4 separate regions of the Drosophila melanogaster genome follow, and regions 1, 3 and 4 are each linked to region 2. The links are chromatin contacts, called in public Hi-C and HiChIP or PLAC-seq maps. All regions are on one chromosome and are shown on one strand. Each heading gives the region's core, a stretch centred on a gene start, on an enhancer-like site or on the middle of the called end of the contact. The rest is flanking DNA. Distances are from core to core; before and after follow the strand shown. Region 1 holds the start of pan (pangolin). Region 2 holds the start of Asator (asator,). Region 3 holds the start of 4E-T (eIF4E-Transporter). Region 4 holds the start of Sox102F (Sox102F,).

Region 1 (2,720 bases), core at 149-2,648, 420 kb before region 2:
CTTTTTTTTATTATGCGTGTTCTCCAAACATCCAAATATTTTTAACAAACTGAATCTGCATGCCTAATTTGATTCCATTATATCTCGGCGTCGAGATCATCCCGCCTTGCGGTCAGTTTTTTTAATTGGGTCCAAGGCAAATTTTAAAAGTGTGCGTATCATATGATATCGTTTACCATTATCAATAACATCACAGTTAAATTGGAACAGGCCCAAGTGTTTTTAAATACATTTTTATAATTAAAATGAAGAAAGATTGATAAATGTTTTTAATTTTTGTATTGGGGCACACCATACAATATAACTTCATGAATTTTAGGAGGATGCTAGGCAACTGCTAGTTCAGAAACGGTCTCGCATTTCGATTTCGATTATTTTAAAAATGACGTGGATCGGTGAAATACGCTTGGCAATGCTGGTCAAATGGTCAAATGCTGGCCCGTTTAATGGGAAATACACCTATACATATCATGAGTTGCCACCTGGCAACTCCCACATCACGGGAGGTGCCTTCCGATTTTTGCACATTTTGAAACTTACCATCCTGATATTTGTACATATCGGGAGCTGCCATACGATTTATGCACATATGAAGAACTACCATCCTGAATTCTACATACACCGAGAGGTGAATTTTCGAAGTATCATTCTGAAATCTGCACGTATCAAGAGCAGCCATCTTGAGATGTAATTTGTACAATGTTAATCGACAACCAAACTTTAAAATTAGGATGGCAATGCCCGACAAGTTCAGTGATTAGCGAAATACGATATCTTTAAATTGTAGCGTATGGGTGAAAACTGCATGAGTTTATCATGTACATAATCCATTCTAAAAACTAAGCATGACCCCAAACCGCTATTAGGAGTTTAAATGAATATATCGACCTTTAGCTTAAGCGAACCAAAATAATAAAAAATCTTATTATTGTGTTTTAACATCTAACAAACATTGAAAAGTTAAAAATGAAAATTCTTGTTATAATTTTTTTTGATTATTTAATGCTAATCGAGCCATTCGATATAAGCAAAATATCGAGAATTGTCGCGGCAGAACATCGATGCACGCCTGCTTATCGACAGTTGCCATCGTCGTTATTCCAGCACTAATTTAAAAAAAATTCGATCAACGCAGACGTGGTACGGCGTTTTAAATCTGATAACATTTTGAACCGGGAATTATTTTAGAGTACCATTCTTTGTTTTGTGCCTGTTTCAGTATAAATTAATTATGCGCCTGATTTAAAGTACAAAATGTGTAAATATATCACCTTACCGTCGCGGGTGCACCCAATTGTGCTTTGATGAATAAATATACATATATGCAACATATATAACTTCCTGTGTTAGTATAAGTGTATGTCAGCCAAAAACAAATATATATATGAGTGTTTATCGGCATTCGTGTGCTGGCAGAGCAGCGATCAAAGCTGCGTTCGGTACTCGTTGACTGGCCCAAGAATGAATTCTCGTGCAAGTGTGTTGATAAAAAGTATACGTATGTATGTATGACATACAAAAATATTGTGTCTGATTAATTAATGCGTGTATGCCTTTAACTGTGAAACCTTTTTCAATTAGTATTTTTCTCACATGTAAGTGTGCTTAATAACAGAAAAGTTTGCTGCAAATTTGTGGCTTTGTGGATAGCTTTTCAGTAAACTAACGTATAAAGGATTCAAATTTTACTGCTCTAATCTCTCGGATTGTTTAATCAAATCATCACTGTAAGTGTCCCTGCTTAAGTTCAATATAATAACATCCACAGTCATCGGTCAAGTTATACAATAAAGTCAAACGTGCGCACTTTTTCGCTCTTCAGGGAACATTTTAATTTCAGATCCGATTTTCTGTTTTAATAACTTAAATATAAAGTTAACACCACATTGTCGTGTTCATATATGTAGATACTCATCAGATAGATATATGTATACGTGTAACTATGCATGTATATGTAAACACGGCATTGGATCCTCTGCTTCGAATGCAGAGAGCCGACAGTACTCACACACACCCTGATGTTTGTTTATTTATTTGCTGAAAATACAGTTTTCTGTATTCTGTTTTACGCATATATTTTTGTTTAGACTCTGTCGTTTTCGTCTCTACCTGTTGATACACCACAATCTTGTTTCTAAATAGAAACTCGTTGTGTCATTAGTCTTGAGCCGATGCGTATTCTGCTTTGTTTTTGCTATTGCCGCTGTCGGCGTCGACAAAGTTGTTACCTTAAACTAGTATGTAGTTAGCTATTTGCCTCAGCGCGTTCTGCCTACCTATCCGTTTAGTTCAAATCTCCGACGGCCCAGTCAGGTAATGAATAAATCGCCGTGCCTCCAAAGCCGAAATGTGACAAATCGCTATGTATGTATATTTTACATACGCTTTTCCATTTTGCTAATCATTTAGTTCCGAGAAAAGTGAGTAAGAATTTGTCCTTGCAGGTCGATACAACTTTTATTTTAAATAAAATGCAAGGGCAAGGTTATTTTTTTTTATTTATTTTTTTTTTGTGAAATGAAGATTTCTAGTAACTACAGCCCTTTTTTTGTGGAAAGGTGTGAAGATGGAGAACACACATAAAAAGCATTTTTAAACCGCATGCATTGTTGTGTAAATTGCAAGACCTTAAAGAAATTAACAAAATAATATTATGATAACACCTACATTTTTTATGTGTATAGTTATTAGTTACTTATTAAAATTGTTGCACTACGCTT
Region 2 (3,029 bases), core at 188-2,687:
AGAGTCGATGTTGTAATATCCGTCCGTTCGTATGAACGTCGAGGTCTCGGGAGCTATAAAAGCGGGACTTGTAACAGTGTAAGTTTCTATAAAACGCTGTCACTCTATAGCCTACAACAAATTAAAAAAAAAAAATTCCACCAATAAGCACAATTTAGAAAACTGGGCGATTTTCTGTACGCTTGCATTATATCAAAGGCCCGCTTAGGACCGAGTCTAGTCGAGTTCATATATATGAAAAGGCTTTCTGAATTTTAGAACGTTTTAAAGTATATAATTGTTGTATTGTTACTGTACTTTTTCTATTCCTGTTAGGTCGAACACACAAAAATTCATTAGGTTAACTGCCGTAATTCCACCGCTAGAGTTAGAAATAGCTGCCGTTCTAATTCAATACTTCGTCAGCTTCGTATTATCGTTATATATTAATATTTATATTAATCGTTATATTTTCCACATTTCCGTCCTACCGTGTGACATATTAACAAAATTCATCGAAAATTAAAAAAAAAATTAACAACACTGCTCTTTTTTTGCATTTTTAGATACCAAATAATTTTCAGTTTTAATTTTCTTACATATATGTTAAAGAAGAGTATGAGTCCAAAACATACCTGAGGTACTCCTGCAAATGCATGATGGCAAAATTCTGTGCTGTCCTTAAACTTAGATATCTTAGAACTTGATTTAATGTATTTTTTTTATTTTCTAAAATATGGAAAAAACTATCAATTTGTATCGGTATTTTCACTTCTTCAAGAACACATATGAGTGTGATTGAAATTATTCATATAATCACGTAGTAATATCACAAGTAACATATAAGGATTACTCAAAGCAGCCTAATCATAACTGTAAGAGCGAATACTTTGTGCGTGATATAATCGTTTGTTGTTTTTAATTTTATTGCAAAACTACTTTAATTGGACGTAAACTGTAATTCTATTCTGTTGTAATCCTGTAAGTAGGTTAATTATTGCTTGAGAGCAATTTACTGTATTAATAATAATCTATACAATTATTTAGATTAGCTCACATCACTTATCGTCTGTATTTATGATTACGTTTATTTACGTTATATAGGCAAATGTGTCTATTTTTATATACTGATTTAATTATAGAGAAGTTCCGTAAAAACGTCGAAAAAATAACAACGCGGAATTCGCGTGATCCACTTGTATCCACATGTTCACATGACCACATTTGTAAATTTATTATTTTTAAGACGATCACATTATAATAAATTTATCAAAACGAACAGCAAAAAGTTGATTTACATTTGGTACTTTAAAATTTGTCTTTATAAAATATTTCTTATTGTCGGCAAACCTATTGTTTTGCACCAATAAAATATTTTACTAAAAGTTGTAATTAAGAAATATATTGTTCTATCAAATGCTTCCCGCTGAATCTTTAGGCATTCTGTGCATCGAACTGATTTTTTAGGTATATACTACGGTATTCAGATATGTGTGTATAGGTGAATAACATAAACAGCTATCTTTAGTCTCCCCAAACTTGCAGCCATTTGAGATGATATCTTCAAGAAGGAATTATTTCAACATATATATAGCGTGTGTTCTTATATAATATATGACATTTTTTAGGAAAGTCGGGAGTAAAAGCTTCACTTCAATTTTGAACATTGCTACGATTATATTTCCGCCTCTATATTTAATTTGTTTGGTCTGGTTCCGTGTTTGAACCTGGGTTAGGACATAAACCACGTTCCAGTTTAATCCAGGGCTAATAAAAAATATATATCTACAGGGGCAATCTCAGAAGATTCTATCCATGGTTTCTCTTGAAAGGTTTTAAAGCATTTTAGACCTATTTTTACACGTAGACTTCAACATCTGTTCTCCGTCAGTCATAGAGTTGCCAGACAATTATTTAATTAATTTAAAGGATTTCCAAAAGTATTGTTCGTAAATAAGTTCGTAAATTTTGGGAAAACCAGAGCACTTAAAAACGAAATCAAAATATTTTGATCAAATCAAATTCGAAAAAAATATACGATTACTGCAGCGTGTAGAAATCGATAGTATATTTTTACTATTTCCTCATATTCCAACACGAAATCTATGGACGGCTCCGTTAATCGATCCATTCGATATTAAATTGTGGTTCTGCAACTGGGAAAAAATTAAGGAATTTACTTGAACTACTCAAAATTCCAAAAGGTGGCGCTGCATGTACATCAAGAATTTTACAGGTCAGCTTATTACTTTTTACATAGTTACTCTGTATGTCTGAATTTTGTTTATGTACGACGAGCCCCTAAAAGGAATTTGATGCAATACGTTTCTCTAAACAAAAACAAAGATTAAGCAAATGAGACAGTTAATTATTACCTGTAATTCAAGATTATAACTGTATTTGTATGTATGTATCATTGGCAGCACCGTATGCTATATGTTAGCAGCGCTAGGATCAAAAATTTATGTATATTATATGAAAAAAAAGGGTTTGTTACCTCGTCTACCATTCTAAGGAGTGAAAGCCCCCTTTAAACTAGTATAATCTATGTCAAAAAGAATACAATAGTAAAATTGCAATCAATTTTGTTGATTACTAGACAATAACTGTGACTCTGGTCCCTAAAGAAATCCTAAATCAAAGATTTCAAGAAGAAGGTCTTCTATGTTGGAAAAAACATATGTATGTCTCCTAATCTATGATTCAGGGACTGTTTTCGTGACCGGATTCCGCAACTGTGCAACGTATTCTTTAATTTTTTATAATTACCTAATTCTATTTACTAAGATATATTGCTGCAACTAAACACGTAATATTTGCCATTTTGAAATACCAGAAATATACAGTATAAATGTGAGGGTTAAAAACTGAACAACGCATAGTTTTCCGCTTCAAATATCATACAGAAAAGGGGTTAAAACGTTTAAATTCTTGTGACAGCTGAATTGATTTTCCGAAAGAACGTTTTCGGTGGTGTGGATGGATTCGACGTAAATGTTAATAATGTGCAACAAAATCAATATTGAAATCAATATAAAAAACTGTACCCA
Region 3 (3,077 bases), core at 167-2,666, 470 kb after region 2:
GAGTACTGAAAGGCTCCTTACCAGAAATGCGTCGATTATTAATTCCCTGACGATCAAAAGACTTTTTGGAGTCATATTGAAAACGACGATCTGTGACTTCGGGAACACGTTCAACTAACCTTCCACTGAATGTTCGAGAACGATGTTGGCTTTGATTGTGCTGATTAAGACTGCTTGTACTTCCAGATCCATTTGGAGATGTTTCCTTTTCATTCTCAATGCTGGCTTCTACGGTCTTTTCGTTTTTGTAATCCCAATTATCACTTCTTGGCAACAGCCGACCGCTACCAATCCGCCTTTCTTGGCGGGATGTTGAAAATGTAGGTGAAGATGACATGCATTGGTCGTGATCCGGCTGAACAAAATTCAAACATGTCTCAGCAGTATCCAACTCGCTACCCTTACGGCTAGGCGAACTGGCTGCCTTGCCCTTGCTTGCACAAGTGTTTATCCCCTCGTTGCTTTCCTCGCTGTTGCTGCCTTTCGATATGACAAAACGCCTCTTTGCAAATGCCGGCATTAAATGTGAAGATGATATGCTACGGTGATCGATGATATTCAACTTATAGGGCTGTCCATGAGAAAGCGCATCCTTATCTTTATCCTCCCCACTTATTAGAAGAGAATCGGTAGGTACGAAGCGCTGGTAATAGTTGTTTGCCCGTTCTCGATTTCTCATAGCGCGACGTGAACTTATTGAGCTACTATTGGAACAAATTAAGCTCGAGTTATCTGCTTCTGGAGAAAGTCGATTCTTGTTTTGATTAGAATAGGCGCTGGACACGGTTAACGCAGCTGTGTTCAGATTAATTTTCCAAAAACCTAGCGTCTGCAATTCAAGTCGTGTTGAACATTGCGGGCGCTGTCGACTTTTACCTTCATATCTTAGAGCTAACAGGTCTACTTTCGAGTACCTAATGTGAAACAGATTGTTAAAACAATGTTAGTACATATACAAGTTTAAAAAAACAGTACGCGAGAATAATATCGAAAAAGTTGACTAAAATTTACCAATATTTAATCCACATACCTGGCACTAATCTTTGATGTATCCATTGCTAAGGACTATAGTTCACTGTGTAATCTAACTTATTACAGAAAGTCGAAAAAGTTAAGATATCCAAAATTATTAAAAACAGAACACTCTCCTATATGAACGGGAGAAATTGTACAATGAATATACAAATAGTACACACCACTTATGCAAACACACACTTTGAAAAATTAATATATATATATATATATACGTATTTTAAGGCCATATATATGACTGTTGAGTTTCATGAGAATATAATCCCAAGACGCTTACATACATATATAACAATTTTTAATGCTCACAATGTTGCGATTAGCTTTGTGAATATCACGCTAAATTGGAGTGGGATATAGACATTGAAAATATTTTGTTCTTATTGAACCTTAAGGCATTATATATATTAATATTGAAACATTAAAAGAGAAACACCGTGAAACAATGGAATTTTGAAGTTGTGACATTTGTGGGAAAAGAAATTCTAGGTTTTTCCTACTGGTGCTAAAGCGATACCAGACTAAGCATATCTGTCCGTTCGTATGAGCGTCGAGTAAAGGTGCCGAATGTTTTCTAAAATGATTAATATTATTATTTACACTTGAAAAACAAAAAATAAATTTTATTTATGTAACGTCGATGTTTTATAAAATAGTTTATATGATTATTTACATTTGAAATACTCATAATATATAATATAAATAAGAATATTTTTATATTATTAAACTATTAAATTTTAAATTTAATATAAAACAAATCAAGAAATTATAATCAGGCATGCATTACCGAATAATCGTAATTTGTTTCCGAATTCGATTTGATTTCGTAAAATTTTTTGCTGTCGGAGTGTTTTCTGTACAGTAAACAGCTGTTTAAGCTGTTTTCCAGCGGACACCTTTTTCACAATTTTAATTCCGATGTTCGCATTTAATTTTTTACTGCATTTTGACCGTTTAATTAATTAAATTAAATAGCATTACTTACGAACACTATAGGCCATCTTTTAAATTAAGATAATTAATTCTTTTATATTTTATAAGTAAGTTTAGTCGACGCACGCATGACCCCATGCCAAATCGAAAATTTTTTTTGCCGACGGCAAAATTTTGTATGTCAAATTTTTAATGGGGTCAGAAATAAATTGTATATAAAATAAATAATGAATATAAATAATTAATATAAATCAATAGACCACTGAGTAAACTATTTTTTCCCTTGGTAAATAATATCTTACGTGATATAAAAATGGGCATATACTTTTCATTTCGGCCAGACAAAAGTGTCCGTTTTACAAATCGAAAAATCCTTACGAATTTGAAAACCGGAGCACCGATCTTGCGTTTTAAAATGCCAAATCGAAAATTTTTGTTGCCGACAGCAAAATTTTGTATATCAAATTTTTGATGGGGTCAGAAATAAATTGTATATAAAATAACTAATGAATATAAATCAATAGACTACTGAACTATTTTTTCCCTTGGTTAAGATCTAACGTGATATAAAAATGGGCATATACTTTTCATTTCGGCCAGACAAAAGTGCCCGTTATACACATCGAAAATCCTTACGAATTTGAAAACCGGAGCACCAATCTTTAAAATCGAAATCGTAAAGTACTTCGATTAACGGAGCGTGCCCGATAGATTGATTTTGAAATTTTTTGTAGGTGTACACAGTTATACAAGGAAGTGCACGCCTAACGCTAAAATATGCTGCCGGCGGTCTGATGAAACATGCACGGAATAAGTGTTCGGTCGACTTCGGGAATGATCTTCGTGCACAATGTCTAGAAAATGACATCATGTTCCACACAATGTCATGGTCTATCAAAATCTATAGAGGTTTAGAGTTAAATACATAGCTATTTTTATAGTCATAGTCCCCTTTTTTTGAGAATATACGATAGTTTTGGTTATGGTCTAAGAGTGCGTCACCCAATTTCTATATGCCGTCCTGCATTGACCTAACGGTCTCTACCCACCCATTAATGAAGATAATGACGGCGGTATCGTAAGGATGGCAAAATAGGGATGGTATGGCACAGTAC
Region 4 (2,940 bases), core at 416-2,915, 350 kb after region 2:
AGTCGGAAAGCGGCAACAAAAGCAATAGCTCGACAAGTACAATTGTGTAAGATGTTCAATGCCCATATCATTAGTGCCAAATGAAAACTAGATATCGCGATCGAATTCGAGCGAATCAAAATCAAACTGGAGTCTTACTTTAAAGAACATAAATGTAGAATTCCAATTATTAGTATGTACAGGATTTGGAAATCCGCAATAAAATACATTAATATATCTACGACTTCGTTTCTGTCCCCATTCGGCCACGGATACACAAGCACATGCGACCTCAAAAACCAGTCCACTCTGAGCCATTTCGTATACGATCTCCAACTTCTTCGAGCCAGCTACTCATGAAGCATTCCTTCCATCCTCCAACCCATCTGCGACCAGCCCGAATTTCGATTCCAGTTCCGATCGTTGCCTCAGACCTCCCTCCCCTTCCCGAAAGATATTCTCGCGTGGCAATGCACCTGTCGCGACCAATGCTTGTTTAGAGCAGCAACCGGCATAACAAACCGCGATGATTCGGGAAAACTGACCGAACCGCGGGCCTAAGATCTCAGCTTTTGGAAGAACAATGCCAAAAGTTGTGGTAGGGGAAATCTTTTACGACTGTCGTATGGGGAATTTGAATAGTGTCATTGCGGGGAAGCATAGTATACTCACCTTTTCTTACGGAACCCGGTTGATATTATATATATTTTAGTTGTACTCATTTGACTAGGTGCATCAAGGATTGTATTATCGGCCGTGGGCAAGTTATAGATATTTATAGGACAAATATATATAAATGTGATGCGTATATTTATGTATATTATCTTATGGCACTTTGAAAATTCACTTTATTTTTCTGCTTCACATTTACAGCGCCCGATTATTTTCCGTTTGTTTGCCTAACGACACGTCGATAAACGTTTTGATACTTTGGATCATGGCACATATTCGGGAATTTCTGGGCCGTACAAAAACTGCCTAGTCGCTCTCACCCCTCGAGCTATAAGCTTAAAGATATACATTTTCCCATTTGGTTTGGATTTCCAGACAACCCATTGCTAGTTCCTAATACGCGTTTTGTGTAAAGACACTACTTGTGTTCATCTTCGTATCTAATCAAAATTCCGTTGGCTCTACCAATGATGCATCGCGTTAGTCCCCTCGCTCACGGAGCTTGCAAGAGTAATTTTTGATTCGCACAAAAACCGTTTTGCACTGTTCAGCGTGTTTGAGCTTAATTGATGTTTCTTGGCGTTGACTTTGGTCCGTGCTAGGGAAAATGTGAACTACATGGAACGGTATACTGCGAAAATATAAAATACACATACATCGCTCTGAGTCATCACTAGGCTCAGTGGACATTTGTAGTGAAATGATTTGTAGCTAACACTTAACACAAATGCACAACACAGAGTACACGGCAGATGCAGATGCACGTGCACCGCATTCACATGCAAAGTGTGTTGGGTCCTATAGTGGTGTGAGTGCACGATCTTAAGGCAGAACACCCTGAGAATCCATTGTGTACAACTTGTGTGTGCAACCAAATCTTTGCAATCGGTGCATTGCAGGCTTTGAGTCAAAAGTCATTCTGTTCCGACTCAAAGTCGTGTGGTCTTATGCAGCATAGGTTAGCCCGCGCACGTGGAATGTTACCACCACTGTGTAGCGATGTTCACTGGTCACTGATTCCAATTCCACTTCCATTGCTGTTGCCTGTTAACTGCATGTTAATCATATGTTAAGTTTTTACATTAAGAGAAATTTTTTGGACATGTTTGGTTTCTCTTTCTGAACGGAATTTTCTCTTTTTTTGCAGAGAAGCAAATAATGTTAAAGAGGCGTGGTTATTCAATTTGAAATTTGGTTTTGTGACTTGTTATCCAATCGCGGCTCTGCGTTCTGTCTGAAGTTTGGTATTCTTGCGCACGTCCAGTTATACAGCAGATACTTTGCAAATTTTACGCTTCGTTCTCCGTCTCCATATATTTTTGAATTGCAATTCCACGACTGTTTTCGTTGAGATATCGTAACGCAGGTTGAGATCGCTAACAAGATTTACTTTAAGTGTATAAAATACTTACTATACGATCAAGCGGAAACGTAATGATTATATGATTATATTGGAATATATATGATTTTGTCATAATCCGCATTTTGGGTATGTCCAAAATATTTTTGGTATATCAATAAAAATTGTACAGACAAATCAAATGGAAAAATATTAATAAATATTAATATTAATAAAATTTCGGACGGTTAGAGTGGCCATGACAATATTTTGAGATCTGCTTGTATTAAACTCAGCCCTGCATTCCGATTACAATCAAATCGATTATTCATTTATTGAATTTTTGAAAATTGGTAGGTGTGATCGCTTAATTCGATAGATGTCTCGGATTGGTTTAACACTGTGCTATGTTCAGTAATTTAGGATTTGGTAAAAAACGTATAAGTTCGTCTTACAGTAAATAACTATTTTAAAGAGTTTTTAGGAAGCTCTTTTTGATTTATAATAAGAAGTGGAAGATTAAAAAACATGTTATAATACATAAAAAATTTCCTGACGTCTTTATGTTCATTTGAGTATTTTAAAATAAAAATGTTTATAGCGGTATTCTTATAAGGCATTTAATTTATTATTGTATTGTACCCTTAAACATTTAAAACTTTGTCCTTGAACTACAAAAAAACACAATAACGTTTTAAACGGAGAATACTAATAATAATAATTTTTGTAGCACAGGCCCATTGTATAAATTTCGTCTTATATATATGAACCAAAACTTTTGCTTCCAACGTCGCAGTTTGAACTTTTGTTACCATCCCTATTATACATGTATATTTTATTCAAATCAAGTACTCAGTTTTCGATAAAGTTGAAACTCGGCGTGCGAGGGTTGTCCTTGAACCAAACCAATAATGTTTTAAAAAGAAGCAGAGGCAACACCCAATGTATAA

What was found. A called contact is a pair of places that touch in the nucleus more often than the background predicts. HiChIP or PLAC-seq counts read pairs in DNA pulled down with a chosen protein or histone mark.
Region 1: a Hi-C map of the Kc167 cell line shows a contact between it and region 2, with 2.8 times the contacts expected there. The contact joins the promoter of pan here to the promoter of Asator in region 2. A contact is called at or near these places in 1 of 107 Hi-C or Micro-C datasets (the Kc167 cell line) and 1 of 6 datasets of contacts at active chromatin or transcription factors (the Kc167 cell line).
Region 3: a contact with region 2 is called in a Hi-C map of the Kc167 cell line, with 3 times the contacts expected there. The contact joins the promoter of 4E-T here to the promoter of Asator in region 2. A contact is called at or near these places in 8 of 107 Hi-C or Micro-C datasets (the Kc167 cell line, the ML-DmBG3-c2 cell line, the S2 cell line and 3 more).
Region 4: a CP190 HiChIP or PLAC-seq map of the Kc167 cell line shows a contact between it and region 2, with 2.9 times the contacts expected there. The contact joins the promoter of Sox102F here to the promoter of Asator in region 2. A contact is called at or near these places in 1 of 107 Hi-C or Micro-C datasets (embryo) and 1 of 6 datasets of contacts at active chromatin or transcription factors (the Kc167 cell line).

The regions. Positions count from the first base shown.
Region 1 is chr4:68,255-70,974 of dm6, forward strand. It overlaps pan (pangolin), which reads left to right and starts at 1,399. Exons shown (of 12, transcript NM_001258477.2): 1 at 1,399-1,727.
Region 2 is chr4:484,596-487,624 of dm6, forward strand. It overlaps Asator (asator,), which reads right to left and starts at 1,438. Exons shown (of 14, transcript NM_001272127.1): 1 at 615-1,438. The coding sequence starts at 637.
Region 3 is chr4:956,976-960,052 of dm6, forward strand. It overlaps 4E-T (eIF4E-Transporter), which reads right to left and starts at 1,417. Exons shown (of 8, transcript NM_166798.2): 1 at 1,031-1,417; 2 at 1-914. The coding sequence starts at 1,056. It overlaps lncRNA:CR45201 (long non-coding RNA:CR45201), which reads right to left and starts at 2,459. Exons shown (of 1, transcript NR_123751.1): 1 at 2,249-2,459. It also overlaps asRNA:CR44030.
Region 4 is chr4:832,728-835,667 of dm6, forward strand. It overlaps Sox102F (Sox102F,), which reads right to left and starts at 1,666. Exons shown (of 5, transcript NM_001014695.2): 1 at 652-1,666.